2 separate regions of the Mus musculus genome follow, and region 2 is linked to region 1. A link is a contact called in public HiChIP or PLAC-seq data. All regions are on one chromosome and are shown on one strand. The core of a region is the stretch at or near the end of the contact, and the rest is flanking DNA. Distances in the headings are between cores, read along the strand shown. Region 1 holds the start of Mrnip (MRN complex interacting protein). Region 2 overlaps Maml1 (mastermind like transcriptional coactivator 1).

Region 1 (4,109 bases), core at 959-3,458:
ATGGGCAGCCTAACCAGATAGCCAGCTTCAGGTTCAGTGAGAAACCCTGCCTCAAGGGAATAACGCAGAGCGATGAAATGGGACATGCTGGTCTCTGCCCACACCACCACACAAATACTAAATAAAAAATTTTTTAAAAATTACTTTGTTTGTTTAAAGTACAAAACGGTGATTTCTAGTAAACCTGCTGAGTTACCATCTGAACACAATTCTGGATCATCTCTATCAGCCCAGGAAGATCCCTTAGGTCCACTTACAGTAGATTCCTGTTCCCTTCTGGATCGTCTCTATCAGCCCTTAGATCCACTTACAGTACATTCTTGCTCCCTCTCCCAGCGCCAGGCAACCACTAGTCTGTTCTTTGTAAAAAAAATCCCAAACATTTGATTTTACCAAGTGAAGACTCAGGAGCCAGACATGCTGGTGAAAGCCTACTAGCTCAGAAAAGAGAAAGTACCCAACTGACCTTCTTCAACCCACATCCCAGAAGGAAAAATAAAATTTCTTTCTCCACACTGTCTTAAAAACCTTTCCAACTGAATGTCCCTCCTTCCTATATCCTGTGTGTCTCTCTATCCATGCTCCTGACTTCCTCTTACTTTCTATAGTTTTATTCCTGTGTTCACTCCCTGTCAACTGGTTGCTTGTTCAGCCTCCATACCTATGGTTGACTTTATTCAATCTTGTTTACAAGAAACAGCTCTTGGATTAAAGGTGTGTGCTAGAGCTAAGCCACACCACAACTAGGAACAGATTTTTCCAGTATACAATCTTATAGTGTGATCAGTTATCTTTCAAAACTCTTGGATTAAAGGTGTGAACTAGGGCTAAGCCACACCACAACTAAAGACAGGTTTTTTTCCAGTATACACTCTTGGGGTTCACAGTATGATCCTTCAACACCAATCTTGTAAAGTTTATGGTTTCAAAATACCAATTAAGCCAGGTGGTGGTGGAGCATGCCTTTAATCTCAGCACTTAGGTGGCCAGAATTAGGCAGGTTTCTGTGGGTTTGAGGCCAGCCTGGTCTACAGAGGGAAGGAATTCTAGAATAGCCAGGGCTACACAGAGAGGGAAGAAAAATAAAAAGAAGAAAGAAAAGAAGCCAGCCTGGGGGTATGCCTTAATCTCAGGTTTCAGGGGGAAGAGACAGGACTCTAGTGACTTAACCACTGAGCTCTAGAATGACTTTGTTTATTTTTGAAATATTTACTAATTTTATAAGTATGAATGTTTGCCGGCATGTATGTATATTTACCATGTTCATGCCTAGCACCCACAGAGTTACAGATACTCGTGAGCTGCCATGTAGGTGCTAGGAGCTGAATATGGGTCCTCTGCAGGAGCAGTTAAAGCCAGCGAGCTACAGCTACATAGTAAGATCCAGTCTCAAAAAATATATAAAAAATAAAAAATATAAAAAGTATAAAAAATATACTTTCCAGACCCATCCATTTTCCTACAATGTTGTATCCCAAACTAGCCTCAGACTCTGGAGGGAAAGAGGACCTTTTTTGTTTTGTTTTGTTTGTTTTGTTTTTGTTTTGTTTTTTTGTTTTTGTTTTGTTTTTGTTTGTTTGTTTTTTGAGACAGGGTTTCTCTGTGTAGCCCTGGCTGTCCTGGAACTCACTTTGTAGACCAGGCTGGTCTTGAACTCAGAAGTGCGCCTGCCTCTGCCTCCCAAGTGCTGGGATTAAAGACGTGCGCCACCACCGCCCGGCGATAAAGGACCTTTAATTTGACGTTTTCCTGCCTCCGTCTTGTAAATGCTGAGATCACAGTCACACGACAGTTTTAATTCAAAACCAAGATAGTTTATAATGTCAGCCATGCAAAGATGTCCTGGCTGTAGAAAAGCACCGTCCCTGCTCCGAGTCAGAGAGCCAAAGGCGATGGACCAAACACGTAGGAACACCAGCTCGGGTTGTGTTGTTGTTGTTTTGATTTGATTTGATTTGATTTGACTTGATTTGGTTTGTTTTGATTTGATTTGTTTTTTATGCTTGTCAGGGGATGGAGGCGGGGTTGGGAGGCCGGAGAGGCGAACAGTGACCACCGAGACAGTGGGCTAGAGCGGCTCAAGAGCTCTCAGGGGCGGGGCCGACTCAGTCAGAGAAGAACGGAGAGACGCACCAGGGCATGCGAGGTGGAGCTGAGCCTAGAGGGGCCGGAACCAGCGCAGGTTGGGCGGAGCCTGGGCGGGATTGCAGAGCCCGAGCTCACGGCGGGAGAGTGAGTCCTGAATGGCGCCGGCTCAGCAGTCTCGGGTTCTACGGTGCTGCAGCTGCCACATCTTTCAGGCGCATCAGGTGGGGTGGGCGTCTGCCTCACCCTCTTTCCTAGCAGGACGGTGGGCGAGATATGGAGGGCCGCGTCTCATATGGCCATGGGAAATGACAGTGACGAGGCTGAAGGCTGTGCTTCGTTGCTGTCACTTCACAACACGCCTCTGCCATTTTGTTTGTGTTTATCTGTTGTTGCTGCTGAGGGTTCTGCTCAGAGCTGTGGGCGCGCTCTTCCACTGAGCTACCACCCAGCCCAGTGTATGTCGGTTTTTTGCATGATCGTTGTAGAATCCACAGTAGTTGTTTCTTCTGAGGCGGCTTCCATTGGATACTAGCAAAATGGTCAGGAATCCAGGTTGAGGAGTAGCGTCCTCTACGCAGAACCTAGCCCATCATTACACTCAGTGTCTCTTCTCAGTTTTATTACAGTGAATGGTGAGCTTTAAAAGCCCTAGGGTTGGGTGTTCGCCTAACATTCCCACAGCCCAAAAATGGGATTAGGCATGGCAATGAATGAAGGTAGGAGGGCTTAGCGAGTTTGAGGCCAACCAGGGTTATCCGAGACCCTGTTTCAAAACAAGCAAAACTGAATAATGTATAAGCAGTTTGGACTCCATTTTGACATTCCCCTTGGTGGGCCCGGATGTCACTTGGTGCCTCTACCTGCAGCCTTATCTTCGTGGTAATAGTTACCTCCATGCTCATTAGAGCCAGCACAACCCATAAATGGTTAAAGGGGATAGTGGTCGGTGTTTGTTTGAGAGGCTTTGTTTCATACGTCAAGTTGGCTCCAGGCTCTAGATCCTCCTGCCTCAACCTTATTAGTTAACTTCTGAGCTGATCCCCAACCCAAATCTTAGTCTTGGTGGTAGTGGTTTTATTGTTTTAGGGGGTGGAATTTGGTTTGGTTTTGAGGGTGTTGCCAAGACATAATTTCAATATTTACTTTAGATTGACCTCTAATTCCTAATCCCTGGCCTCAGCTTCCTGAATATCTAGAGTATATATCTCTAATGCCACGTCAGTCCCAGGAGACTTACGAATCAGCCTAGATCTCTTTGTATAGTTAAGCATAATCTTTCATGACATTTCTTCAAGGAGCTTTTGTATCTATATAAAAAAATTATTTTTATGTGTATGGTTTGCCTTGCATGTATGTCTGCACCCCATAAAATGTGGTACCCACAGAAGCCAGAAGAGGGTCTTAGATCTCCTGGAGTTAGAGGGACAGACAGTTGTGAGCTGCCACATTGGTGCTAGGAACAGAACTTAGGTCCTTTACAAGGGCAGCCAATTCTCTTAACTGATGAACTGTATCTCCAATGTACTAGCTGCCACAGAGGCATATCTCCAGCTCTGGAATTCCTGCCCCACTCTGTGCTCGCATGCGCATGTAGTGTGTGTGTCTGTGTGTCTGTCTGTCTGTCTGTGTGTCTGTTATATGCATGCTTGTATGCAGATAAGCACATGGAGGCCAGAAAGGAACATTAGTTCTGCTGTCTTTCCACCTTATTTCTCTGGAACAGGGTCTATCACTGAACCTGGAGCTAGGCTGGCAGCCAGCAGTCCCCATTGACCCCATTCCCACCTCCGACAGTCCTGTGAACACAGGCTCACGTGGCTACGGAGATCTGACCTCAGGCCCTCATGCTTGCTCAGCAAATAAACTTTTACCCATTGACATTCCTTTTTTGGACCCTGGGATGGCAAAACTCCAACTGGATGTTTGTTGTTTCATACAAATGGCCAATCTTCCCAGCACCTACCTATTAAATAGTACAGTCCTTCCTCACCTAAAATGCTACTTTCAGGGCTGGGGGTATA
Region 2 (4,109 bases), core at 1,165-3,664, 100 kb after region 1:
ACAGATGGTAGTGAGCCATTGCTGGGAATTGAACTCAGGACCTCTGGAAGAGCAGTCAGTCTCTTAACCACTGAGCCATCTCTCCAGCCCCTGTCTGAGTTTCTTAATCTGGGATCCCACTGAATATTCAAACACCCCTAGGACATGAGACCCATTGATCCCATGTTACAGCCAGTAAAATTCAGTAAATCTCATGTTTTCTACAGCTTTCAGTGTTTGGCTATCTTGGGAAGGATCCTTGTAAATACTGGAATCTGCTTTAGAGCCTTCAGCCCAATCTTGCAGATGAAATCCCAGTGGGAAAATGGCGTGCATCAGCGTTTCAGATCATACACATGTTCCCTCAGCAAAGAATGGGGAAGAGCCCTCCAGGTGCTATCAGTAGAAAAACAAGCCCACACAGGCCCACAGCAGTTCTTTTTTAAGAGATACATAAGCCTTTAATCCCAGCACTCGGGAGGCAGAGGCAGGCGGATTCCTGAGTTCGAGGTCAGCCTGGTCTACAAAGTGAGGTCCAGGACAGCCAGGGCTATACAGAGAAACCCTATCTCAAAATCAAAAAAACAAAGAGAGAGAGAGAGAGAGAGAGAGAGAGAGAGAGAGAGAGAGAGAGAGAGAGAGAGAGAGGGAGAGAGACATAAGGAGCTAGGCAGTACTGCTGTACATCTTTTTAATCCCAATACTCAGGAGGTAGAGGCAGGCATTATCTCTGAGTTCGAGGCCAGACTTGAGTTAGTTCTACAGAGAAAGTTCCAGGACAACCTGGGCTACCCACAGAATCCCTCAAAACAAACAACACGAAAAAGAAATACAACAGAACTGCCTCTAACATACCCTGTTGTTAGGATTTTACCTCTTTTATGTCATTTGCCTGTAGTTTAAAATAGTTGCCCATTAGGGTGCAAACAGCCCAGCACAGGGAGTACATGAGGCCTCTGGAGGTCCCTCCCACTTGCCAGAGACATTCTGAGGATGGCAAGGTCCCTCCAGCCGACTTTACAGTTTGGTGCCTAAAAACTTTTTGGAGTGTTATTGTGGGTCGGGTCTTGAACTTTTGACTGTCCTGCCTTGCCATCCCGAAGGCTGGGACTGTCGCCATGCTGCAAATGCACATTGCATTCTTTTCTTTTCTTTTTTAAAAAAGATTTATTTGTTTCATGTATGTGAGTACGCTGTAGCTATCTTCAGACACACCAGAAGGCATCCAATCCCATTACAGATGGTTGTGAGCCACCATGTGGTTGCTGGGAATTGAACTCAGGACCTCTGCAAGAGCAGTCAGTGCTCTTAACTACTGAGCCATCTCTCCAGCCCACATTGTTTTCTTTTAGGAAGAGAACAGGTTTATCAAGTACACTGGTACTGCCTGCCTCCATTGTCCTTAAGTGTTTACTGTGAATTCATTTTAGATTAAGAGGAAACTACAAAAGTAGTATGGAAAGGCCACTCTGTCCAGCAGTCTCTCCCCTTTCTCTTTTAAACTAGCTCATGTAGCCCAGGCTGGCCTTGAAGTTCTTTTAGCTGAGGGTGACTCAACCAACAGAGACACATTCTCAGATCCTGAAGTAGTGTAACTAATGTCTGAAAGATGAGAAGGCCTTATGAGTGGGGAAGGAACTATTTTAGTTAGGCTGAAGACAACTTGGAAGGTTTAGTTTACTTAAAAGAAGTAGGGCTTTCTAGCAAGTTCGAATGCCTTTTTATCATCTTCTTCCTCTTCCTCCTCGATGAGGAACAAGGTGAGTTTCATCTCACCCATGAAGAAATGGCTGTGGGATTCCCACGTCATATCTAGGAACAGTGAGTGATACTGACTGTGTGCTGTGGAGAGAGACATTAGCAGGACATGGCTGGAACATTAATAGCACACCTTATCACTCAGGAAAAGGGAAGCAAGCAAGAGGACAGAAGAAAACAGAGCATAAAGGAGAAAGGCAGGCCAAATACAACAGAAAGGTAAGCACTGTACATGAGCAGCAGACCAGCAATTAGAGGGTCCCTGGTTAAATTCCCTAAGCAGAAGTTACCAGGTGAGGAGGCATAAAGGGTGAGCATGGAGAGCTAATTCCTTCTCAAACTCAGTTTGAAAGGTAGACAGACTGAGTGGTTGCCAGGGACTGAAAGGAGAAGGAAGGAAGGAGGAGGAGGAGGAGGGGGGCTGTAGAAGAGAGGAAGAGCTGAAGGAGATGTAGCATTTCTTACTAGGAACACGTTCTGTAAGTGACGTACAACTGCTCAACTCTATGAATAGACTAGCATGCCCACTGAACTAGGTATCTAAAATGGGAGAATGAGGCAGCATGTGACTACTATCACACTAAAGCTCTTATTTAAAACCGAGGGAGGGGCAGCTAGATGATTCAGTGAGTAAATATGCCTGCTTCCAAGCCTAACAACCTGAGGTTATTCCCCAGAACCCTGGAAGTGCCTTCTGACCCACACACATGCAGCATGTGGGGGTGGGGTGTGTGTGTGTGTGTGTGTGTGTAGAGGCCTGAGGTTGAATTCAGGTATCTTTCTCAATCACTGACCACCTTATCCACTGAGCCAGGGTCTCTCAGGTGACTCCAGACTTCAGTACTCTGACAAGTCCAGCTAAGTGCCCTCGCCCATCTGTCTCTGCTCCACAGTGAGCCCCCACGCTCACCCAGCATGGACTGTGTGCTAGGGAAGCAAATTCAGCTCCTCCCACATGCCCAGCTCATACTTCCTCACTTACCATTGCCCTAGATCCCCTCAGGACTCTGAAGCTCTGTTCAGCTGTCTTCCTGTTTTCTACTGCTGGTGTGGGTCACAAGGGACCCTCTTTCCAGAACTTTGAGATGGCATGACTGACATGGCTCTATTTTACTAACCTAAGTCTGGGCACAGGCACACCCTTTAATGACAGATCATTCCCTGCAGCTGTCAAAATTAAGTTATATAGGTAATTTCCCACTTTATTTTCCTACTGTAATTTCTATTATTCTGATATTGGGACGTCTGCAGTGGTCCTCCAAATTCCACCACCCACCCACCCACCTACCCACCCATCCCCCAATGCCCCAGTTTTTTGAGATAGGGTTTCTCTGTGTAGCCCTGGTTGTACTGGAACTTGCTCTGTAGACCAGACTCCTCAAACTCAAGAGATCCATCTGCCTCTGCTTCTGCCTCTGCCTTCTGGGTACTGGAATTAAAAAGTATGTACCACCATGCCTGCCTCCTTTTCTTCCTTAAAAAAATTGTTTTTTTACATTTGTTTATGTGTTTGTGGGATTGTGTGTGCATGTAGCAAGGCATGTGTGTGGACAACTTGGGGGAGAGTCCAATAGCTCTTTCCCACCATGTGGGCCCTGGAAACTGAACTCAGGTTGTCAAACTTGGCGATATATCCTTATCCACTTTTTCCTTGCCAACTTTTTCCCCTTGGATTTTCCTCTTTTTATTTTTAAGAATTTTTTATTTCTATTTATGTGCGAACATGAATGAATATGTTGGATTGCCTGAAGCTGGAGTCATAGGTGCTTGTGAGCTGCCTGGTATGGGAGCTACAAACCAAACCCAGGTTCTAAGAACAGTACATGTTCTTTTGTTTTGTTTTTGATACACAGTCTTGCTTTATAGCCCAGGCTGGCCTTAATCCTCCTGCTTCTGTACCATGTCTGATTCTCTTTTCAACCTTATTTACTTTATTTATTTATTTAATTTTATTTTTCAAGACAAGATTTCTCTATGTAATGGAGCCCTCCCTGGCTGTCCTGGAACTCAGTTTGTATACCAGGCTGGCCTGGAACTCACAGATTAAAGGCATGCACCACACCCTGAGTATGAATGTTTGCCTGTATGTATGTCTGTGCATCACAAGCATGCAGTCCCATAGGGGCCAGAAGAGGGCATCAGATCACATGGATCTGGAAAAGTAGTTGTGAAGAACCATGTGGTTGCTGGGAATTGAACTTGGATCCTTTGAAGAGCAGCTAAACTGCTGAGCCACTTCTCCTGCCCCCAGGCCTCACTTCTGATATTGTTGGGATTTGCTTCAAAACATAGGTTACAGGGCTGGTGATGCAGCTCACTGGAGTCTTTGCTTAGCACATCAAAGCCCTGGTTTCAATCTCCAACACTATACA

Evidence for each region. HiChIP or PLAC-seq counts read pairs in DNA pulled down with a chosen protein or histone mark.
Region 2: an H3K27ac HiChIP or PLAC-seq map of extraembryonic endoderm stem cells shows a contact between it and region 1. The contact joins the enhancer-like site here to the promoter of Mrnip in region 1. A contact is called at or near these places in 8 of 39 promoter capture datasets (the 3T3-L1 cell line, the C10 cell line, cranial neural crest and 4 more), 17 of 484 Hi-C or Micro-C datasets (B cells, the C2C12 cell line, the HL-1 cell line and 13 more), 6 of 115 datasets of contacts at active chromatin or transcription factors (the HPC-7 cell line, bone marrow-derived dendritic cells, bone marrow-derived macrophages and 3 more) and 4 of 9 other capture datasets (adipose tissue, embryonic stem cells, liver and 1 more).

The regions. Positions count from the first base shown.
Region 1 is chr11:50,172,643-50,176,751 of GRCm38.p6, forward strand. Mrnip (MRN complex interacting protein) reads left to right here and starts at 2,209. Exons shown (of 7, transcript NM_026543.3): 1 at 2,209-2,309. The coding sequence starts at 2,244. It overlaps Tbc1d9b (TBC1 domain family, member 9B), which reads left to right. Exons shown (of 22, transcript NM_001290760.1): 22 at 1-143.
Region 2 is chr11:50,273,362-50,277,470 of GRCm38.p6, forward strand. The region is part of intron 1 of Maml1 (mastermind like transcriptional coactivator 1); the gene reads right to left. Among named protein-coding and RNA genes, the nearest start is that of Maml1, 17 kb to the right of the region's middle. Within about 2 kb of position 2,415, at least 144 of the 459 cell types and tissues checked have an H3K27ac peak or open chromatin away from gene starts, as enhancers often do. A contact at or near this core is called in B cells, the C2C12 cell line, the HL-1 cell line and 9 more, where this site is marked.